Regions from separate parts of the Sus scrofa genome. Here region 1 is linked to region 2. A link is a contact called in public Hi-C data. All regions are on one chromosome and are shown on one strand. The core of a region is the stretch at or near the end of the contact, and the rest is flanking DNA. Distances in the headings are between cores, read along the strand shown.

What was found. A called contact is a pair of places that touch in the nucleus more often than the background predicts.
Region 1: a Hi-C map of liver shows a contact between it and region 2, with 9 times the contacts expected there. The contact joins two enhancer-like sites. A contact is called at or near these places in 1 of 47 Hi-C or Micro-C datasets (liver) and 2 of 2 datasets of contacts at active chromatin or transcription factors (alveolar macrophages and skeletal muscle).

The regions. Positions count from the first base shown.
Region 1 is chr7:4,297,863-4,301,422 of Sscrofa11.1, reverse strand. LOC110261768 (a long non-coding RNA gene) reads right to left here. Exons shown (of 4, transcript XR_002346278.1): 4 at 1-3,560. Among named protein-coding and RNA genes, the nearest start is that of LY86, 190 kb to the right of the region's middle. Within about 2 kb of position 1,427, at least 12 of the 83 cell types and tissues checked have an H3K27ac peak or open chromatin away from gene starts, as enhancers often do. A contact at or near this core is called in liver, where this site is marked.
Region 2 is chr7:4,627,611-4,631,354 of Sscrofa11.1, reverse strand. It overlaps RREB1 (ras-responsive element-binding protein 1), which reads right to left. Exons shown (of 16, transcript XM_005665552.3): 13 at 1,196-1,360. Among named protein-coding and RNA genes, the nearest start is that of SSR1, 56 kb to the left of the region's middle. Within about 2 kb of position 1,859, at least 15 of the 83 cell types and tissues checked have an H3K27ac peak or open chromatin away from gene starts, as enhancers often do. A contact at or near this core is called in liver, where this site is marked.

The sequences.
Region 1 (3,560 bases), core at 178-2,677, 330 kb after region 2:
CTTTACTTCCCTGCTTAGACCCCCTCGCGGCTTCTGGTCATGGTTCCATTAGAACCCACTCTCCTTTCCACGCCTATGAGGATCTGTGAGCTCCCTCAGGGGGTCTCGGGCAGCTCTCTGCTCTCACCTCCTGCCCCACCATCGCATCAGCCTCCAAACCTGGCCCCCACCGCCCGCAGGCTTTGGCCCCTTCCTCCCCCTGGGCTGCTCGGCTCAGAACCGCCACACTGGGGCCTTTCTTCGCATCACCTGAGCACTCCAGGCCTATGACCTCTCTCGACCCCAACGTCCCCGCTCGGCTTTAGTTTTGCCTAACGTGCTAGGCTATTGCTATTCCAGTACCCAGGCATTTTTCACCTGTTTTTATCATCCTCCTTCTCTCGAATGTGGAAGTTCCTTGGGACTTAACTGGCCTGCTTGGTGTTTTACCTCCAGCGCGAGACTGGGGCTGGCACCCAGGAGGACCTCAACCCGTATTTGTTGAATGGATGACTCGATGGACAAAGGATTTGGTTTGGAGTTTGTAGAATCTATCCTTCGATTCTGGTCCTGGTATCAATGCTTTTCTCCCCGGCTCGCTCCCTTGGAAGAGGTAGAGGCTTTTGAAATGTTCAGCAAGCCGAACACACGTTTCTCAGTCCTGAAGGTTGGTGAGGGTGTCAGGGATTGAACCTTGGTGGTACTCGCTGGCCTTCACAGCGGCCCTTCAGGGTGTCGGGGGGAACACTGCATGGTTACAGAGAGCCTTCAGGGAAATTCACCGCTGATGTTAGCCTGGGAATAACCCTCACTGCTCTTTTTCTTACAGTGCAGATACCACTCGAAGGGGCTTCAAAATACTCTTTAGAGTCCAGACAGTAATACGACATGGGTTTGTCTTAGGTTATTTGTCAGAAAGTACCAAGTCTGGGCAGGTGAGTTTTTTTGGATAATAAAGCATCAGTCTCCTTAGTCCTGAAATTTAAACACAAAAATGAAAGTCTTTTTGCCAGAAGCCTGTCAGAGGGCAGGCTATTTATCTGCACCTACATGTCCGGTGAACTCTCCTTGAGGTGGTCTGGGGAAAGGAAGGGGCTCGCTGCCAGAATTAGAACAGAGAAAATGACTCCCAGACTCTCCTGTCTGGGTCCTTTCTCTCTCGTTTTTCTTTTTCTTCCTTCCTCTTTTCCTCACCTGTGACATGGAAATTCAAAAAGTTTCTCCCAGGTTTGTTGCTTTGCAAAGTCTCAAAGGGAAAAGCAAACAGACTTGTGTCCTGTTAGCAGGTGCTGTGTCTGACATATGTTCACATAAACCATCAGTCACACTGATAGACCCCTTAGGAGGACACCCAGGAACTGACTTTCCAGGTCCCAGCCAGCACAGTTCTTCCTGATTTTTGCAGAACTCTTTATGCTTAGATAATATAAAGAAGATTTTTACCGTGTGTCCTTTAAACACATTGCCCAGTCACCACACACAGGGAGATGGAATTATTGCATCATCAAGAGAGAGGTTCTTTGGCCTAACAAAGAAACCATTTTCGTTGCTGTCTCTAGAAGCTTCCAAAAGAATTTTTGAAATGAGCTCAAGGTGCCAGCAGTCTGCCTCTGTCTCAGGAGGACAGCTTCCTTTGAAGATGACTAAGGGTACCTGCTTTCCTTGTACTTGAAAGACTCTGTACCTTCTATCAGTGATAATTCAGTTGCAACTGGCATGAAGCCTGATCTAAATAGGCTTAGCAAAACGGAATATGCCGGCTGGTGTAACCAAGGAGTCCAGAGTACACGGGGTGTGGCTTGAGGTGAGATTGTATTCAAGCCTCAGGTGATAGAGCCCAGCCCTGGTGTGACTTCTTTTCTGAGTCAGGGCTCTCCCTTTGCAGGACGGCTGCCAGCTGCTCTCAAGGTGTGTGTGTGTGTGGGGGGGGGAATGCTGGATTCAAAAAGCGAAGATGATTGGCTTACGATTCCCAAGCAAAGCCTCAGAGCCTCTGATTGGGCCAACAGCCTGCCCCTGAACCAATCATACGGCCAGGAGAGTGTATCATCTACTGATTGGCTAACCCAGGTCATACGATCCACTCCCTGCCAGCTGCCTCTACCCAAAGCCAGTGGGCTGAGAATGGGGCAGCAGGTGATCTGTAGGGATCTGGGGATGGTTATAGGAGAAAGGAGTTGCTGGACAGCCAAGCTGCAGATCTCTGCTGTGGACTAGCTGCATTTGCACAGACAAGACAGACTAGAGGAAGTGGTGGGGCATGAATAATTTCCAAGGATTCCTGCAGATATCGTTATGCTTTCTTTGGGGAATGATTTAGCCAGAAGTAGAAGTTTTCCAAATGGCATGTCATTAAAATCACCAGGAGTTTTGGATTCTAGAGATTTGTGGTGGGACCCACTGAGTATGTTAACTATGATCGATCATCTGGTCATTTTTAAAGATGATCCTGGGTGATTTTAAGGTCAGATGGAGTTGGGAGCCTTACCGTGCCCCTCTCTTCTTGGCAGGGCGGGCTCCAGCAGAGGGCTGACCCAGGCCAGTGGCTCTGCGCCTGCACCTGTGCCCCCACTGCCTGCAGGGTCAGGGCCAGACCTCTCAGCCTCCTGAGTGCCGGACTCAAGTGGCCTTTCCAGCTCATCTCTTACTCTTTCTCTGTATGTACTTTAAGACATTAAAAAAAATTTTAATTGTTAAAAGTTTTTAAAAACCTTTAAATGTTTAAAAATTATTATTATTATTTTTTACCTCTACATGTCTTTTTTTTTTTTTTTGGTCAGACGAGATTAGTCCCTTCTCTAAAAGTGCTCTCGCTTCCTTCCCACATTTCTGTCCTTGCCTATGCCATGTTCTTCTGAAATCCCTCCTCTTTTACCTGATAAAATTCTAGCCATTACTGAAAAGTCACCTTCAACTCACCCCCTCTCTGAAGTCTCCTCTGATCACCCAAGAGAAGCGACCTCCTTCTTTCTCTGCCCTGCGTCCAGACCCCGGATGCTCTGCCCTGTCCTCTCCTGTTTCTGGGTGGGCTTCAGTTTCCTTTATGCCACGATAAACCCCTGGGGGACAAGGGCCACCCTGTCGCTTGAGTCTTGAGTCTTTCTAGGCTCTGCTGCTGGAAGCTTCCAATCTGTTTCTGACGCTTGGATCAAAGTACGAGTGCATGCAACCATCCCTCCTCTCCTTTCTTCCACCTTCTCTCTGTTTCTGGCTTTTTATCTTTCCCAGGACGTTTGTCCTTGGGACGCTGATGAACTCTAGCCTGATTGGCTGGAAAAAGCCTTGAGGTTTTACTTCTGCGGGTTGCTAATATTTTAGAGGAGATTGATGGAAGACAAGAAAAAATTAAGTCAGAAGGGAGAATACAAGCAGAAGAGACCTAAGGCGTAGAATTCAGGGATCCCTCCTTTCTCAGCCCCTGCTTCCTGCCTTAGCTCCGTTAGAAAGTGAGGACGAGGACATGACAATAAAAAGAGTAGGATCAAATTTAGGAGGACAAATAGAGATTGCTTTTTAAATAGACAGGAAACCCAGAGAGCATTAAAAAAGAAAAAAAAAGATGCATAGATTTGATTAAAAAA
Region 2 (3,744 bases), core at 610-3,109:
CCACCTCAATTATGTGCGGCTGTCCCCACCTTCGGGACCAGGATGGGACCGTCACTCAGCTGCTTTCTGAAGGTGGGCTGGGAGAAAGGGGGCCAGACACAGGGGGCTGTCTGAGACCAAGGTGGGCAGTGCCAGCCTCCTGCCACTCTTCTGGAGTTGAAGAGCAAGTCACCCTGTGACCTCAGGCCCAAGGGCACCCAAGTCACAGTAAGACCTTTCTCTCCTCAAGGATCCTGGCCAGTCATGTGAATCGGGTAGCTGGAGGGGGGAGGCGGCAGAATGGCCCCCACTTCCAAACCCTAAGAGGGTCTGACGGCCCCAAGTGTGACCCCTCCCCCCGCTCCCGTCCACACTGACGCAGTGCAGGAGGAGACCCCCAGACAGCACAGCACCCCACCCTGTCCAATCTCAAGGACTCAGTCACAACCCTAGAAAAATACATTTTTGGGGACTCGCCTCAGCTTCAAAACATGGGGACGTGTCCAAACTTTCAAGATTTGCCAAACTGAACCTGTACCTGCAACAGTCACTCAGCAGAGGCCAGACAGCCCTGTGTCCGAGAAACCCGCAGCAGCCGGTGTTTGGTTTGTTTGTTTTGGGGGGTAGGGGACACAAGACCCCAGCAGCCGGAGATAATGGCATATACTGAACAGAGCACGTGAGTAAATACAGAAGCTGTAAGGGAAGAAAAGGTGGCAGGAGACGCATGGGCAGCCGTTAATTGCTCTGGAGGGGCTGGAGGAAGGAAGCACAGATCAGCACATGAGAATAATACCCGGATTCAGGTCAAGCAGAGATGTGATTAAAGAAAGGACATGCAGAGTGCTTTTTCAAACACGACCAAGTTTTTTACTGGGAAGAGAGTTACTGAAAAGGAGAATACCGCCCCTGCCCCGCCTCCCTGCGGCGGGCTGGGCATCACTAGCTCCTGCAGCACCCTGAGGTCTGAGCGGGCCCACCCCTGCGCTGGAGGGGGCGGCCAGCAGGGCTGGCTTTCAGAAAACACCAGGCGAGGGGGCTCACAGCCCTTGCGAAGTGCTCCTGCGAAGCGCTATTCTGCAGGCCTGCCTGTGCGGCCCACGCCAGGGGCCAGCAGCCACAATGGGCACAGGCTGGGGCTGGGGGCAGACCTTCTCTGGCAGCGCACCTGCGGCGCCTCCTCTGGCCCTGTCTCTGCATCACCTGGAAGCACTACCTGTGCTATCATGGGCTCCAACATCACTCTCTTTGGACTGGGGGATAAGCCCGTTTCTTCTCAGGGAACAGGCCGTAACTCCGTGTTTGCGCAACTGGTGGCGTTCACAGTTAGATTTGGTGGAAAAGAAGGCACCGCATTTTTGACAAGGGAAGGGTTTCTGACCTGAAGCAGGAAAAAAAATACATATTTATCTGGCTTTCTATTGCAACGATTCCTTCTCCTGAGGTTACTGGCATTTGCTTTCCCCCATCCTCCACCCTTTCTTTCAAGAAAATAAATCAAACACATTAAAAAATACACTGAGAACATCGACAACTCCAGTGGTCACCTTCCCCTGCTCTGAGCGGGCAAAATAAAGGTTTTGTCCTCAAAATACTAAAAGTCAGCAATGAAAGCAAGATACATATAAGTAAAATAACAGTGTTACAATTAAAAACCTCACACAACAACAACAACAACGAAAGTGAGAGAAGGGATTTCAGCACAGCCGAGAGGAGGCCTGACGAGGTCACTTCCGGCCTGGCAAGTGCCAGGGACATGGGGCGAGGGGGAACGCCCGGGCCTCCTGGAGGAATCCTGAGGCCCCCGGATGTCTCGGAGGCTGGTCCCCTTCCTGACCTTGTGGGTCTGGCCCTCCCACCTGCACCGGAAGCGCTGAGTTCTGACTTCCCAGGATGCCTCCCGTCTGACCTCTGCCCAAGGTCACCGTGGTCCTTGCTGGCAGACAGGGGACAAAGGTTCTCTGTCTCTTTGCTTTCTACGCTCCTGCTGGCGGCGGATCAGTGACCAACCAGTCCCTGAGTCTAATCAGAGACCACGTGCTCCAGTCGGCAACCCGCATGTGCAGCTACGTCACCGAGTGCCCCCCAACGCCACCGACCCCAAGGACGGGCAACCTGCCAGCCTCTCCCCGGTCGACACCCACCCTGGCCTCTCCTCTCCTTCTGTCTGGATTCCTGTCGCAGGCTCCTCAGCCCTGGCCCCGTGTCTGCAAGGATGGACGAGGGGGCAAAGGAATGGCAGAGTGCGGACAGAGCAGGGAAGGAGAGGGGGCGGCTGGGAGAGGGAGTGTGCGGGCTGCAGGACAGAGGTGTGCTTTCTACGGCCTCGCTGATTCTTCAGTTCTCCCCCAACGGCCACATGCCGGGGTCCCAGGTTCTGACTTGGCAGGGAAAGGGTTCCGTGTACCCACGAGCAGGACGCGGAGCTGCAGCCAGCACTGCTGTCCCTTGGACCCCAGGGCTCCGCAATGGCACACACACAAGACCTGGCAGGGAAGTCAACAAGCACGGCTCCCTCAAAACACTGAACGGGGCCTGAGGCCTTCTGTTTAGACTGAGGTGAGCCATCAAGGGACCCTAGAACCAGAGCAGGCGCACAAGCCCAGGCACAGATGGCACGGGCCAGGCATCTGGGGTTCGCAGGAGAGGAAGCACTGCTGGCCACACAACTCCGGGGGCGCCGCTCACCTGCAGCACATCGTGTGCAACCTCTGCCTGAGTCCCCGCACCCCAGTAACCAGAGAAAGGGGCCATGTGCTCCCTCCTGAGTGGTGGTCACCAGAGGAGCTTTCTAAGAACACCGGTGTCCGGGACCATGAAAAACCAGGGAAGCAGACTCGGACACCCGGCCTGGGCACCTCTAGGGGGCTCCACGTGGGCTGAGGGGGGAAGGGGAGAAGCCCAGTCCCCCGTGTTTCCTGCTAACTTTATGAACACGCCCTCATCAAAGAAAAAAAAAATCATGCCTTTTGGGTAAGCATTTTAATGTTCTTTGTGCACCTTCACGTTATTTCTCGCTTTCCACCAAAAGTTGAGCAGAACACTTAATAGTTATTTAGGCTCTGGAGTCCCTGCTGTGGTGCAAAGGGATCAGCAGCGTCTCTGGAACGCTGGGACGCGGGTTCAATCCCCAGCCCCAGGCAGTGGGTTAAGGGCCTGCTGTTGCCACGGCTGCGGTGCAGGTTGTGACTGTGGCTTGGATCTGATCCCTGGCCTGGGCACTCCATACGCCATGGGGCAGCCAGAAAAGAAAAAAGCAAAAAAAAAAAAAAAAAAAAAAAAAAGACTCAGGCTCTGTTTTAAGTAAAAAGAGAACACTTTTTCTTTTTACCTATACTATTTTACTGTCAAAAAAGCAACATCAGGTGAGTTTGAGAACAGGAGAACCAGGCCAAGAAGAAAACACGTCAGAAGCTGGAACAGTGAGTTGTGATCCGCTTCTGGATGTCAATGAAAGCCACTGGTTTCCTGCTTCTTCCTGCTGCGTGATTTCCTCGGTAACTTCCACGCGGGTAAGCGCCCCGCTCTTACAGCTGATGTGCCGTGGGGATGGCGAGCATGGTAAAGTTGAGGTTAGCAAACAATTCAATGACCTCACAGTTTTGTATGTGATTAGAAAGATTCCCAAAGTGACAACAGGAGTCTTTAAAAGGTCCCATTTCACTGCCTAAGGCACGCGTTTTGCACAGCAGCCTGCTCTCCAGGTCGCGTGAACAGAGGACAAGAGCCCTTTGAGTATTTTATAATCAGACGGGTTTGAAACAA